Regions from separate parts of the Mus musculus genome. Here region 2 is linked to region 1. The links are chromatin contacts, called in public Hi-C maps. All regions are on one chromosome and are shown on one strand. The core of a region is the stretch at or near the end of the contact, and the rest is flanking DNA. Distances in the headings are between cores, read along the strand shown.

Region 1 (7,876 bases), core at 2,474-4,973:
GAGAACTTCCATCCCATATGGTTAGTTTGCAATGTAGAACCATTTCTCTCGGGGTATTGCCTCACAGACTTTCTCAATGACAGCTCTGCAGCTCAGCCTGCCAAGAGGAGCTCACATTCACAATGAGCCCATCAGCCATTGGTTAGAGTGGCCTTGTCTGGGAATTGTTCCCATCAGCAGAGAGAAGCTGACAGATAGTGCGACAGAGTGGCAACCAGCCCACAGGAAAAGAAGTTCTTGTTTATTTCTCTGCTGCCTGGAATTGTACACATGGATCTCTACATCTTTTTAGAACTGAAACCCTAAGTATCTAAAATACAAAGACCTCGGGGCAAATGGTCATCCTACGATATAAAATGAGTCCGAGGAGGAGGAGGAGGAGGAGGGGGAGGAGGAGGAGGGGAGCTGACTCGACACAGATAAGAGCAAAGATATATTTACGCCCTCAGTGTCTTATTTCAGCATGGTTTGGTGATATAGTTCTCCAATCCTTTACCAGGAAGGTAAAGGCAAGATGAGGAACTCGAGATAACTGTTGCCTAAGTAGTGAGTTCAAGACCAGCCCGGTGTGCATGAGACCCTGTCTGAAAATTCACAATAGCTATAAAGTGTAACCTGCCTAGATGTACATGGTTTTTTAGAAAATGGACACGGTAAGGGCTGGTAAGATGACTCAGCAGAAAAGCGTACTTGACGCCAAACCTAAGGACCTGAGTTTGATTCTTTGCTCTCATGAGGCACAACTCCTCAGAAGTTTGTGAAAGTTGCTCTATGACCTATATGCACACTGTGAAGGAAGGAAGGAAACACCATTGACAGCCGGAGGTCAGAGAGGACAGTATTTCCAGGACACGAGAGGGCTGTTGTCCCTCAGCAGCTTTGCCTGCCTGCACAAGACTCACACATAGTCAGTCAACATTCTAGCACGAGTGGGGAGGAAGGCATGGGCTCCTGCCCCAGCTCAGAAGTTCATATTGACAGTTGATAGCTGCAAAGGGGAGAGTCTAAGAGTGTGGTCCTTGTTAGGTTGCCTATGCTGGGTGGCCCCACACCCAGCTGTGTGTGTGTGTGTGTGTGTGTGTGTGAGTGTGTATTGGTTTCCAGCACTCACACTGGGTGGCAAACACCTGTCTGTAACTCCAGCTCCACTGTATCTAAAGCCTTCTTCTGACCTCTTTAGGCACCAAATACATGTGGCATGTGCACCCCCCCTTAAGAAGTGTCATTACTCTTTGTACCAAGAGTAACAGTGCTCTCCTTATAATAAGTTAAGTTACGCATGCACTCACCACCCTATCTTAAGCTTGTCTGGTACGGTAAGAAAGTCTGCATTTTCACACAATCCGAATCTGAATGTCTAGATCTGAGTGTGGAGGAATCTGCTACCATTGACTGGGGGAACGGGTGTGTGTGTGTGTGTGTGTGTGTGTGTGTGTGTGTGCGCGCAGTGTTTGGTTCTAAAGTCTATGAGCCTTAGAGTTTCCTTATCTGTAAACCAAGGTTAATCATAGTAGCAACATTTATAGCTAAAGTTTAGTGTTCTGATAATTTTACCTACACTAACTCAGATGTCTTCTCAAATGAGTGCTAGTATCCTTCTGGAAAAAGAGTTTGGCTACTCCATTGCTTATATGGCTCCACCAGAAGTCCTTCTCTGCCAAGGGGTACCTTGAAGATTCACAGTGGGGTTCCCTCAACTCTGGACATTTAGTTGGCCCCAGCCAGGTAGAGATCAGAAGGTAGGAGGAAAGCCTAAGTCAGATAATTATCCTTTCCACACTCCCTCCCGATTTAGCATCCCAATTCTAATTTGTGTTTTTTAGGGGGGGTGCGCCTTAAATTTTGCACACAGACTCATTTTCTCCCACAGCACCTCTTTCCCGGGATTCGGTAAACACTCTCCCTCCATTCCTTTCCTCCCTTCCCTCCCCTCCATGTCCTCCGGTCAAGGATATGGGTGGTTTCTGGTGCTGTCTCTGGATTTGAGCTCTGTGACTAAAACTCTCAGGCTAGAACCCTGACTCTTCCAGGAAGTTACAGTTCAAGCATTTTAACAAGATTCCTGCTACCTGGTACAGTACAAAGATCACTTGCTTGCCAAAAATACGAATTGGTGCACTAGGAGACACCATCTTGCATTTCTGTGGTTTAGAAAGCCAAAGGTTCGTTTCTAATTTGAACATTTTTGCTGTTTGCATCAAGGAAACAAATACGTATCTTTAATTTGACTCACTTCAGGGATAAGACCCTTGGGATTTCAACTGTCCCGAGGCTCAGTGCAGTACTCTGGAACAGCCCAGTGAAATGGCTCACGGCGTGGTCTGGTTCCGGCTCAACTAGAAAACCCTGAAATACAGGAAAAGGTACATTGCTGTAAGTTTCTCTGAGTGGGACGAAGGTACAATCTAGTTGTGAGGACTCTGTTACTAGAACGGTGAAAACGATAGGTCAACCCACCAATTGGAAGCATTCCCTCTTCAGTGCCTGCTTCACCTACCCTGAATTCCTCATTGTGTGCAGTTTAGCCTCTCAAACAAAATCAAAGACTTGGACACGGGGCGGTGGGGGGGGGGGGCGGGGGCAGGACGGGGGAATTCTGTTTGTATGTTTGCTTGTTTGTTCTATGCATGTGTCTGTATGTGGGTCTATGTACATGAGCACAGGTGTCCTCCACCCTCCCCTGTAGAGTTGTTATGGTTGTCAGTAGGTGCTGGCCACTGAACTTCACTGTTAACTATTTAACCATGTCTCAGGCCCACTGTTATAGCTTCCTGGGGATCAAACCTAGGGTCCTGCATATGCTACAGTAGGCGTTCTTCTCCTGAGCCACACCCCAAGCTATATGTTTTCTATGGGATGTTTTCTCCCTTTCCGGTCATATCAGTGTTCCCCAAATTAGGGGACCCAGATTTTTGACCAGCTTTTGTCAGAAATGCCAATTCTTGCTCTTAATTATAAGCTCTGAGTGTTGGATGCAGTAGTCTGTCTTCAAAGCCTACAGATATTTCTAATGCGTGAGGGTTTGACAACCATTGGGTTTGGTTCTGTTTCGAAAGCCTAATTCTATAAAGAACTTCTATCAAGTGAGGATTGAGTTCTATTCAAAGATAATGCTGATATTATTTCCCAAGGTCTGTGTGAGAGACAAGATAGCAGGACAACAGATGTCATGCCCCAAACCATGAGTAACAAACAAACGAGGGTTGGCTCTCCTGAAGTTAGCATGTCAGTTCCCAACCATGAGGTCTGAGTGGATTTTGGAAAGCTACATAGAAGACGCCAATGCAGAGCCCTATGCCATGCTTCAGAGCACCTAGTCTCATGAAGTGTTTAATCATCCAACATTATTTGTATCTAGCTGAAAGAATCAAGACATGACCTTGCTAACATCATCTCAATTTTAAAGCACAGGTTTCTGATTACCCTGTAATGAAATAATCGTTTACCCGTTTTTCTCTATGGGAAACCCACTTCTTAGCTCAATGAAGGCAAACCAAGTGCACACAGAGCCGCCACTGTCCATGATAAACGTCCTGGGAGGGGATGCTTCGGACGAAGTATCCAATGTGTATTTGTTGGATACAAATTGTATCTTCTGGCATTCCCGTTTCTTTTTCTAGGACAAAAGGCTATTTTTGATATATGTGCACCCCTCCCCCAGCCACATCCCACAGCTTCCGATGGAAAGGCAGCATGGGAGTGTGGGAGGGCTGGTTTCTAATCTAGGGATTCCCTCAGTCGGAAACTAACGATGTCTCACAACGCGAGTGCATCTTTAATCTCACAATGAATAATGTATAGTGGTTTAGAGAAAGATTTAATAAAAGATCCCCGTGTTCCAAAGCCAGTGATTTGGAAGTCGCTAGTTCCTCCCTCTGTCCCCTCCCAGCGCAATCTGTCACCACGCCGTACCGATTCGAGATGCCGAAGCATTCTCAAACCTGTCCTTTTCTTTCCATTCTTGTTACAACTGCTTTTGCTTCAGATCCAGACTTTTAATTGGACTTCCTCTCTCTTGCTCCCTTGTGCCTCATTGTCATGACAACCAGAAAGACTTGTCTTAATTTCATATCGCTTCTCTATTGTAAAAAAAAAACGTCCTCATCTCCTACCTGAGGAAGTCCTGGGCAAGCCGACCTTGCACCTCTTCTCATGTCTCCTCAATATTCTAGCTTTAAGCTTTCTGTATAAGCCAGTCTGTCTGTTTCCCATCTTCCAAACACTGCTTTCCAGCTGTCTTTTCTCCTAGACTTTCCTTTCTCTAGGCCAAGAAGAAAATACATGGTATTTCCTTCAAAAACCCTGCTGAAAGGCAAATTCCTCTAGCTAGACTCCCTAGCCTAAAAAGAAGGAGTTTCTCTTACCCCTCTACCTCAGACACAACCTTGTAACACATCACCTAATTATTTTAGTTACTTATAGGTTGCTGGGTAGTGGTAGTCTGTGAATCAAATCAATCCCTCCTAGAGGGAAGAGAAGACTCGTGAAACACACAAAGCTGAGGAAACGTTAAAGAAAGACAGCTTGTTCAGAAAGTTATGAGCTCACAAAGAGCCCTATCCTCTGGGTTATATCAGCAGTGAACAGGCGTGGAGGAGGAGACTCTGGGGTGGAGATTCTTGTGAAGGTGAGCTTTTATGAGTCCCCATACTGAGGGAGGCTCCTCAGGGGATGCAGGCGGCAAGTAACCCCATGCTTTTATCAGAAAGCCCTATAGACTCATCAGCTCATGGGGTAGGCATGGGGGGTATTGTTGCTTTGATCCACCATTGGTGCCCTGTGTAGAATAAATAGACTGATTCGCATATCACCAGGAAAACTCACACAGGACAGGTTCTGTTCACTTTGCAGTTCCACACAAAGCCTCACAGACCGTTTAAGAAATGCCAGGAATGATGGCACACAGCAAACACTCACGAGGCAGGTGGATCTCTGAGTTGGAGGCCAGCCTGGTCTATAGAACAAGTTCTAGGACAGCCAGGGTTCTGCAGAGAAAGCCTGTGGGGGGAGGAGGGAGGAGGGGAAGAGGAGGGAGGGAGGGAGGGAGGGAGGGAGGGTTGCATTTGCTCACATTGAGTAATAACCTTTAGCCACATTGAATGTTGTTAAGCCCCAATACAAATGGAGTTTTCGTATGTTCTGTGCAGATGCTCAAAGCTGAATGGTCCGGTGTTGCCACCTGCTACCTGTAACAGGTGCCTTTATTTATTTATTTAGTTAGTTAGTTAGTTAGTTTGGGGGGGGGGGCATGAGGATCAAGAGTTCAAGACCATCTTCAGCTACATAGTGAGTTCCAGGCTGGCCTGAGTTAGCAGAGCTGTCTCTGAAGGCAGGGTTGAGGAGGATAGGGGTAGGGGGGTTAGAAGGAAGGAAAAAGCAGCGTAACATAATAACCTAGTTTTTTTATTTTTTCTTTAAAGATGGGTGTGGTGGTACAAGCCTGCAATACTTGCACTATAGAGGCTAAGACTGGAGGATTCCAGGATTGAGGCCAAGCCTGGGCTACAAGAAGAAACCCTGCTACAAGCACAGAAACAAACAAACAATATAAAGATCAGGGCTTTGTCTTGTTTTGCTTTTTGAGAAAAGGGGAGTTAGACAAGATGAACTGCTTCCTTCTCACATTCCCTCTGTGCTTTCACCGCAACTGCCAGAGATGGAAGGCGACCTTCACAATGTTGCTTCGGTAGAATTACTCACGGCCCCGGGAAGAGGGTGTTCAGTTTGGATCATCTCCTTTGATGTTTCCCAAGGTAACAGAGGCACAAAGGGAGAGAAACAACTGGGCTCTCTCTGTGGCTCAGGACATCTTTAAGAACATTCCATGTATTAGATGCCAGGCATAACCTGTGGGAGGGGCGGCAATTATTCACGGCCTTGAAGGGTGGAGCTTATGTCCCTCATTTGTGTTATCTTTCATAAGTGCATAGAAGGAATGGGGTGCCTGTCTCTGAGCCCAGCGTCGTGGCACACGCCTTTAAGCCCTTCAGTCTGGAGGCAGAGGCGGGTGGATCTCTTTACACTGGAGCCCAGAGGAGGATGAGGACCATGGGGAAGGATGAGAAGAAATGACCGTGAAGCAAAGGGTCCAGGAGGGATGGAGATGAACAGGTCGCCAAGGGATTCGCCTCAAGGTCACGATGAGAGAACAGCTACGAGGATACACAAGGACAGCGAGTCGGGTGAGACTCAAACTACGAGGAACACAGGGTCTGTGGCTAAAACAGGCATAGAACTTCCCCCAAAGAATTACAGTTACACACCCCCACATACATAATTAACAACAAAGTTTGTTAATATCATTTTTATAGCATAAGATCCCAACTCAAAAAATAAATAAAAACCATCTTTACTTTTTACTTTTTGTTTTTTGTTTGTTTGTTTTGTTGTTGCTGTTGTTTTTGAAACAGAGTTTCTCTGTGAAACAGAACCCTGGCTGTCCTGGACTTGCTTTGTAAACCAGGCTAACCTTGAACTCACAGAGATCTGAATGCCTTTCCTCCTGAGTACAGGGATTAAAGGCATGTGTGACCAAGCTCACCTTTTTCTTTTTTTTTTTTTTTTTTTTTTTTTGACTTTTTGACTTTTTGAGACAAGGTTTCTCTGTGTATCTGTGTAGCCCAGATTGTTATGGAACTTGTTCTGTAGACCAGGCTAGCCTCTCACTAAGAGAGATCTTCCTGCCTCTGCCTCCCCGGCTAGCCTCTAACTTTCCTCTGAGAGATCATATGGCCTCTGCCTCACAAGCACTGAGATTAAAGGTGTGCACCACCACTGCCCTGCTTTGTGTGCTAAATGATGGGTGTCTGTTTATGCTATAACTGGCCAGCAGGAAACATTAGCTAAAACTATCACTTGTTCACACAAGGCTCATTTGTTTTCTGTCTTCTTTTCAATGGGTAGATTCAAGCCTCCACCTGCACTCCTGATTTTTTTCCCTTCTTGTGTTCCCTGAGAACCATGCAGAGAGCATTGCAGGAGGCAGCACACACTGAAACCTGTGGAGCAAGTAAGAGTGTCGACACTGTCACCTATCAGTCAGGTATGGCGGTCATCCCCTCACTTGGGCCCAGATCACTACAAATTCAAGGCCACGCTGATCTACATAGAAAATTCCAAGCTTAGTTGTGAAGAAAACCAAAGAAGAGAGAGCCAGCTGATCCGACACAGTGAAACTGTGACTCAAAAGCCAAATAAAATAATAATGTAGAATGTAGTACATTAGATTTGGAACTTTATATAAATGGATTGAGAACTTAGAATGTACGTGAAGCAGGCAAGGGTGAGGTAGACAAGAGGGGGCAAGGCAGGGCAATGGTGAGATGGGTAGTGAGGTTAGACAGGGCTGGTCTGTGGGCCAGTTAGTGTCCACAGAGGAGAAGGGTGACGTGGAGGGTTCATCTTTGTGAGCGTGTCCTTGGGAACCTTGGGATGTTATGGGCTGAAGAGACACTTCCTCAGCTGGAAGCCTGGGCCCACACTGTGAGCCCCTTGCTTACTAGGATGATTAAGGGACACTGGTCTATAGAGCACTGGGCACAGCAGGTACTCATCTGTGCTTTGGATTGCAGTCCTTGTATTTATTCAAAGTGTTTTCAAACACATCCTCTTATTTGAGTGAGTGCAGTTCCTACTGGAAAAGATAAGGGAAGTGTCCCGCACCTCTTGTACCTTCCTACACACACATGTATATACACATGTTTGCATGCATGTGAACATACACATACATACACAAGTGCCTCCCAGCTCTAGCCATAAACACAGAAAGTGGAAATGATTTGTTAGTCATAAAAGCTGGGCATGGTGATGGGCGTGGTCACATGCTCTAGCAATTCCAAAATTTGAGAGATGGGCCCATAAGGATAAAGAGCCAAAC
Region 2 (7,876 bases), core at 1,370-3,869, 140 kb after region 1:
TCACTTATTTTTTGTGTATCCTTTGCCCACATGGCTGTAGGTAGTCTCATCACATGCATGCCTGCTACGCTAAGGTTAGAAGAAGGGAATGGAGTCTCTGTAACTGGAGTTATAGACAGCTAGGAGCTGCCATATGGGTCTTGAGAATTGAACTGAATGCAGGTCTCCTGCAAGAGCAGCAAGTGTTCTTAACCACGGAGTCACTTCTGCATCCTCCTCTCCCTGAAATGTTAAAAGTTGATTTATGACTGAACTCAGACTGTATGTTTTACATTCCATTTAGCCACAAGGTCAAGAAGCAATCAGAACATATATATTTTAATTATTGACTCAACTTCAAGTAGCCATGGGAGGCCACATAAATAATTGATACTTAGTCAGTTCAGGCAAGTGGGTCACTACTTGCTGTTTTTCTGATGTCTGGGCTATTGTATAATGATTTATGCTATGATATTGGTAGGATAAGCAGGATAACTCAAAAATGTTGTTTATTGCTTAATTGTGTAAAACAAATGTAGGGAATGTTCTCTTGTCTTTGTTTTGTGTTTCTGAACGAGGATCTCCCTGAATTCTCAAGGTGGTCTTGGATTCACTATGTAGCCTAAGCTAGCCTCCGACATCAGAGGCCCCGCCACAGCCACCAAGCGTTGGCAACACAGGCCACCTCTAGCTCTGTCTCTGTCATTTTGCTCTGTCCAGCCAGGGAAGGTGGAGAGGAAGGCTTGAGAATAAGAGTATAGTGACGAACATGGAAGGCTGAGGAGGCCCAGATGAAACCCAATACTTTGTACTTAACTTTAACTCAGTGAAAAGAAAGAGGAAAGTTATTTTTCAGTTTATATCTTTCTTTTGAAGTTAATTATTACTACTGTGTGTGTGCCTGGTGTATGTGAATGGGCAGGGAGAGGGTCAGAAAACAAGTTTGGAGAAGGTGGTCTCTCCCACAGCAGGTGCCTTTACCCACGGAGTCACCTCCGCAGCTCACTGGATGTCAGTGTCTTTCTAATCCAATCTAGCAACTGGGCAGAATGGAGAAACCCGATTACCTTGTAGGTATGTCCATTGGGGCTTCATGTGGTGTCCCTCTAAATGCAAAGAAAGCCCCATTTCTTTCTTTCTTCACAGTGGTAGTCAAGGAGCCCAGCAGGGCTGGCCAGTGACAGAAAGGTCTCTGTCAGGTCTGTCCTGCCTCTGCCATTTGGTGCTGCGTGGATCTGTGAACCTGGACAGGCTTTCTTTGAACCCTCTGTAAACTTCAATTTTCTCATTTACAAAATGGGATAATATCAATTTCTGCCTTCTAAATGTAAAGGATTGTAAACTGATGCCCACAAATTACTTAAGATGGCTTTTGTCAGAAAATGTCACACATCCACTCTTTGGGACTCAGCCTGCGAGTCCCACATGCAGTTTAGAGTTCTGTAAATAGAATTGTAAGTTCGTTTACGTGTTTCATCTTTTCTTTTCGGTCAAAAACAATGTTGAAACTAGATGGGCTACCACAAACCCACACAGGAGCTTGCCTGCGGCTTGGGGTAGGTGACTAACTTGGCAGGAGAAACTAAAGCTCTTTGGGGTAATACCTGAAAACCAGAGTTGTGTTTCTGCATTTTCAGAACAAACAGCAAAGCGAAAGTCTTGGCTGCATCCACAGAACCTGTTCTTTAGGGCACGGATTTGATTGGTGGTTTGCTTTTTTGTTTTGGTTTGGTTTTTTTTCCAACCACGTTCTCTGCTTGAAAGCAAATCCTATTTATGGCTAGCGCTGTTTTTTCAATTAGGTTTATTTTCATTTTCCCATAGGCCATGTTAGCTGAGAACGTCCAGAAGTTTATTTGTTTTTCCTTTATGTCTTATGATGGTTTTAAAATAAAACACACAGCACTTATCTGTGAGATTTCTTTTGAAATACCGGTGTGTCCGAAATTAGTTTGTTTGCTCCCTCCCCCTCCCACCACACACAATCACACATACAGTACCACCGTGCATGTAAGCGCAAAAATGCTGTCAGAGTGTAATCGTGGTCCGTTTTCGTAGAAAACTTAAAGCAGGGTCAGTCCCGTCTCGCTAATTTAGGACTGTGTGTGTAAACTAGCGCTTAGCAGGTCAGACTTAAAAACGATGACACCTCTAGGACTGGCTTTTTCTAAAAAATTTACGCTGAAAATTAGAAAACCGTTTTTCTGACTCCAAGGTTAACATTAGTAATATGTTCTCTATACCAGGTCCCATGTTTGGGGGGAATGGGGTAGGAGATAAACTCATAAACAAAAGCCCACATCGCTTAATAGTTTTGTAATGGAAAAATATTCTCTGGTGAAATAAATATTTCGGGGAAACGACCTGGGCCCTCCGGATGGGGAGCGCCCACCCTCTCCGCTCTGCCTGCTGTGGGCGGTAACCGGGTGTCCTCATCCTAGGGAGATTGCTCTGCATGAGTCTGGGGATCCCTGGGTCTGGAAGCGCGTGTGCAGCTGCACAGAGACTCTGTCCCCGGGGGAGGTGGTGGTGGAAGGAACCTGGGCTTGCCCCCTGGCGCCTTGAGCCCACTAGGGTCCCTGGCGTCACCGCGCCGTTGCCTGCTCCTCCCCTCTCCGCGGACAGCAGCTGCGGCCAGGGATCCAGTGCAGAACCGCCCTGACTGCGCCCTGTTCCTCTCTCCAGCCACCCTCCCTCCCAGCTCCTATGCGGACTCCGCTCCCCTCTTCCCACCCCACCCCACGCCCCGTCTCCACGTTCCCCACCTCTCCCCCGCTGATCTACCTCTCTCTCCCCTTCACTCCTTCCCAACTCTCTGACTGCTCCTTCATCTTTTGTTTTTCCTCTACTCCCCTTCCTTCTTTCCCAGTGCCGGTCCCTTATTTACTTCACCCTATCTTTCTTCATTGCTAACTCCCACCGGTCACCGAACCCCTTCCCCCTCTCTCTCCTGCAGCAAACTATCCTTTCTAGTCCCCTCTCCCTGCTTCGTGCCCCCTCTCCTGTTTCCCTCCGGCCTTCTCCCCTCCAGCTCTGGTTTTGTGGCTCTCCCACGCTGTTGCTATGGAGTCGCCCAAGGCTGCTGGCCTGGCGCTAGCTGCCCTGAGGCCCCAGGAACAGAGCAGTGACTCTAGCCAACTCTGAGGCGCCGCACCCTTTCGGGGGTCCAGGAACAAAGCGTGCCCCGCCCTGCCCAACTGTGTGAGGCTTCCATGAGACCTTCAGGCGCCCCAGGCCCTGGGGCTTAAGACCACCTATAATCTGATCGCCTCCAGCCTCTGCGGGCGGGCGGGACCCTGGGACCAAGGTGACAGCTGCACTCTCCAGTGCAACCTACCTTCCTGGTCCCTTGAAGACCACTCTCTCACGCCCACCCTTGGAGGTGTCACTGGGGCCGGCCAGATGGCCCTATTTTATAGGACTGACCCCTTTTGTTGGGGGTCTTAAGAGCACCCAGGCCAATTTACATAGGAAAATGGGGTTTGTGTCCCCAATTCAGTGTAGTGCCCTGACAGCCGGTGGCCTTGTCTTTGTGTAAGGACCCCACAGCCTGTTGTTTAAAGTGGCTTATGTGTGCAGATGTGTGAATGTGAATAGAAATCACCAGGAAGCAGTAGCTCCCGTCTTGCTCCCAGGTCCTGTAGGAAACCTATCAGGCTGGGTACTGATAAACCCCTGATACCTCTGATGCTCTTCCACATCCCATAGCTGATTGTTTAGGTCTGATTCCTAAATCTTTGGAAGAAATCTTAGGAAGATTCCCGAAGTCTTTGCCATTTGCATTTAGGTCCTTGCTTGGGAAAATTGTAAGGCTGTACCTAAGAGGAAGACAACTTGGACTTTAAAAACGTTCTTGACGAAAGATCTAATCTAATTGCTTGTCTTGATGCACTCTGACTCAGCTGTTTGAGGATATGTGCTGGAGCAGGCTGAAAGCTATCATTTGTTTGGTTTGGAATCACTAGCTTAAACATGTGTACTTAAGTGGTGGAGTAAGAGGACACAGAGAAATTTCTTATTTTATCAGCAAGGAATTTGAGTCACAAGAGTTAAGACAATTTTCCCAAGATCACACAGCTCTGCAGGGTATAATCCCAGTGGTCTGAGCCCATGAAAGTCGACAGAAAAAAGGGTCTGGGCTGTGTGAACTCTACTGACATCCAAGCCCCAGGAAGCTAAGGGAAGATGGCCTTATGTTCAAGATCAACCTGAGCTACACTGACTTTGTCTCAAAAACAGACAAAACCCCAAACCCAAAACAGACAAAAGAAGATGACGGGGAGAAAAACTTATAAAAGTCTGGGACCCCTTGAAGCACTTCCATCAGCTGCCTCCAGTTCCCACCAGGTCCCCGAGGCCACCAGCTCGTTATGTCTTAGGAGAATTCAAAGGACTTCTCTCTTCAGCCTTTGCAGCTTCAGGTGGCTTTCTCCATCTGTGTTGGAAGCAGTCCCACCACTACAATTGTCAAGAATCCTGTTCTAGGACCCATTTCTATCAAAATGATTATTTTGTGACAAAATAGCTGAGAGCCCCTTCTGTACCCCTGTGGGGTAGAAAGTGGTGCTAAGGACTGGCTTGGAAAGGTTCTGGACAGCTTAGCTGCTCTGTACCGTGCATCAGGGACTATGGTAAAAGGATTCTGCTGGCTAACCTTCCAGTTCGGTTCTATTGCTGCCTGAAGCCCTGAATGAGTTTATGGTGCTTTAGTTAAGAATGCCTCTGCGAAGGTCTTTAGCTCACTGTACCTCAGTATGTTAAGAGGCAGGTTGAGGGGCTGGAGGCATAGCTCAGTAGTTAGGAATGGTCACCGCTCTTAGAGATAGATATTGCTTTACTTCTACAGGTGATGGGTAGTTCACAGCCTGTAACACCAGTTCTAGGGGTTCCCTGTCTGGCCCCATGGGTACCCACATACACAGAGACAAACACATAATCTTTCATTTAAAAAGGATTATATTTTTAAAATTATGTATACGTGTGTATGTTTGTGCACATGAATGCGCACTATCTTTGGGGGCCAGAGGAGGGTGTTGGGGCCCCCAGAGCTGGAGTTCTATGGGTCATTAGTTATGTTATGTGGGTGATGGGAACCAAAGTTAGATCCTCTGCAAGAACTGTTAAGAATTCTTAACGAGGGGCTGGAGAAATGGCTCAGTGGGTTAGAGCAGTGACTGCTCGAAAGCCCAGCTCTGACTCCAGAGATCCGAGTTCAATTCCCAGCAACCGGTGGCTCACAACCATCTGTAATGGGATCCAATGCCCTCTTCTGGTATGTCTGAGGACAGCTACACTGTACTCATACACATAAAATAATCTTTAAGGGGGGGGGATCCTTAACAAGTGAGCCATCTCTTCAGTCCCACAGAGATCTTACATACCCTTTTTTTTTTTTTTTTTTGAGAGAATCTGAGTCCACACACTACATTTCATAGAGGGGATTGAGCAAGGACACACGGCTGGATTGGAACTGAAGACGCATGTTAATTTCTGTTCTGCTTCTCAGAACAGATCAAGTTAAAAATTTTTCTGTTTCCTATTTTTGGGGGCCCATATTAGTGCTAGGGTGACAGCGAGTACAAACTGTGGGGTAGAGGTGACAGATACAGAAGAGGAACTTTTCAATTCTCTGTAAAAGGATTTCCTTAGAGCATTAAGAATGCGTTATATTCTTTAAAGGAACTATATCCAAGAAAGCTATTTGAAATAGGGTCCATAGTACTTCTCTGGTTTCCTTCTTTATTTTAGCTGCTGTTTTGCATCTGTATCCATTAGCTTCTGAAGTGTAACAAATAACCCACACCACCCTGCCTTAAAGCATGAACCTGTGGATCCTCTGGGGGTCAACAGAGCTGGACTGGACACACTGAGCATTGCTGATGATGCTGGCTGGTCTGTGGACAAAGGCAGAGTCTCTGTGCTCTCAAGCTGGGTTTGGCTGAGAAAGCTTAGGTGGTTCTGTCCTGTGTCATTTATCCAGAATGTATGTCTCACAGTAATGCATGGCCGTGAGCAAGGCTTAGCATTGTAGACCCATCTGTCTGTAGACTATTCACAGGGGCTGCTATTTTGTTCCTCCTTACCTCATAATACTTGATCAAAACAGGCCTCAAAGCTTTGTCCAGAGCAGAGACTGTGACAAAAGAAGGGGACCGAGGGGCCACTGCTGCAGTAGACCCTGGAACTGACAATGCCAAGCACACATATTTAATTTAGAGTTATTTATGTTGATTTCTCTCAGGTAGAATGTGTGCTGGGTGGCAGGGGTCTTCATCTCTTCACTTACTGCTGTGCACATGAGAGTTGTTTTAAATGCTGACTTGACTAGGAAGGCGACCTTAGCTATTTTCACTTACACAAAGATTAGGACTTCCAGAGACGGAATGTAAGTCTTCAGCTTATTCCTCAGTGATGATTACAACGTTTTGATTGAGCCAGGTGTTCACACCAGCTGTCCCAGAGCTTAAGATGCTAAAGGCAAGATCACCATGAATTCAAAGCCAGCCTGGGCTACAGAGAGAGAGAGAGTTCTAAACTGGACTGGGCTGCAGATACATTGTTTCAAAATTAAACAATTGCTGGTGGTAATGAATCTGGCTTTTAATTCAATCACTTAGGGTGCAAAGGCAGGCAGATTTCTGAGTTTAAGGCCAGCCTGGGCTACAGAGTGAGTTCCAGAACAGCCAGGGCTACACAGGAGTACCCTATCTTGGAGTCCCCAGACTCTCAAACCAACAAAATTAAATAATCACAAAATCAACAAGAACAAACTTGACTGACTTAAAATTGTCTGACAAAATTGTCTGACTTACCTGTGTTTCCAGAAACTTCCAGCTTTCAGAAGCTGCTGGCTCTTCCAAGATATACCCCTTAAGCTTTTATTTAAAAAAAAACAAAACAACAACAACAACAAAAAACAACAAAAAACCCCCTAAACTTCAAAATATTTAACATTTTTTCTAGAGCATATAAACAGTACTATATAACAATAGTTCTTACTTGAGTGAAAATTAGAAGTGGGGAGAAGAAATGTTTACTTGTATTTTATTTAGTACATGCCTGGCTTCATAAATAGCTTTCTTTGCCCCCCCCCCTCACCCCCGTTTGTTTTGTTTGTTTTTATCTTGTTTTGAGACGGTTCTCAGTGAATAAGTCTGGCTGGTCTGGAACTCACAAAGATCTTTCTGCTTCTACGTTCTCAGTGCCGGAATGAGAGGTGTACACTACCACACCCAGCCACAAAAGGGGTTTTCTTAAGGTTCTGATTTCCAGGGCAAGCTCCTATGCAATGCACTTCTTATTCCTTTGGAATTTGAATTTGTCCTGCCATTTTTGACTGTGACAAATGATGGGGTAGGAGATGAAGTGGGTGTTAATGCTTAGTTATATAAAGGGGAGTTTTGCATATAGCTATACTTAGCAATAGGCTATTTGGGGACTCCTGTTACATGTAACACATGTCTTGAACACAGGAAGAAGCAAGGTTTCAGCTGCTGGTTGTCTAAGTCCTCACGCGGGGCACCTGAAAACTGGGTTCTAGGCAGATAATATTTTGGGTAAGAAAGGAACTAGAAGTTTGGAGCCTGAATATAACTTGGATCAAAAATAGTCACACTGCTGCCTCTCTTGTTATACATTTGGGATGTCATGAACTTTTCTCAGACTTCCTCTACAAAGTTCGATGAACGTTTGCCTGATTATTAGAAAGATCCTCCAAAGGGTAAACTTGCCTTTAATTGCAGGCCTTGGGACGGACAGTTTGGAGAGTTAGCGGGCACACTAAGTGCAAAAAGTCACAGTGCTCGGCCCCAGCGTGCTCGTAAGCAGGAGGTGGGGAGAGGCAGGTCAAGGAACAAGGTATGATGAGGCTCAGGACAGGTAGGTGAAAGGTCCCCAG

Evidence for each region. A called contact is a pair of places that touch in the nucleus more often than the background predicts.
Region 2: a Hi-C map of Sertoli cells shows a contact between it and region 1, with 2.4 times the contacts expected there. The contact joins two enhancer-like sites. A contact is called at or near these places in 1 of 484 Hi-C or Micro-C datasets (Sertoli cells) and 1 of 9 other capture datasets (embryonic trunk).

Annotation. Positions count from the first base shown.
Region 1 is chr3:9,200,253-9,208,128 of GRCm38.p6, forward strand. No RefSeq gene overlaps it. Among named protein-coding and RNA genes, the nearest start is that of Gm52635, 7.5 kb to the right of the region's middle. Within about 2 kb of position 3,724, at least 11 of the 459 cell types and tissues checked have an H3K27ac peak or open chromatin away from gene starts, as enhancers often do. A contact at or near this core is called in Sertoli cells, where this site is marked.
Region 2 is chr3:9,344,517-9,352,392 of GRCm38.p6, forward strand. No RefSeq gene overlaps it. Among named protein-coding and RNA genes, the nearest start is that of Gm41997, 4.6 kb to the left of the region's middle. RefSeq lists an enhancer at 2,239-3,778. Within about 2 kb of position 2,620, at least 126 of the 459 cell types and tissues checked have an H3K27ac peak or open chromatin away from gene starts, as enhancers often do. A contact at or near this core is called in Sertoli cells, where this site is marked.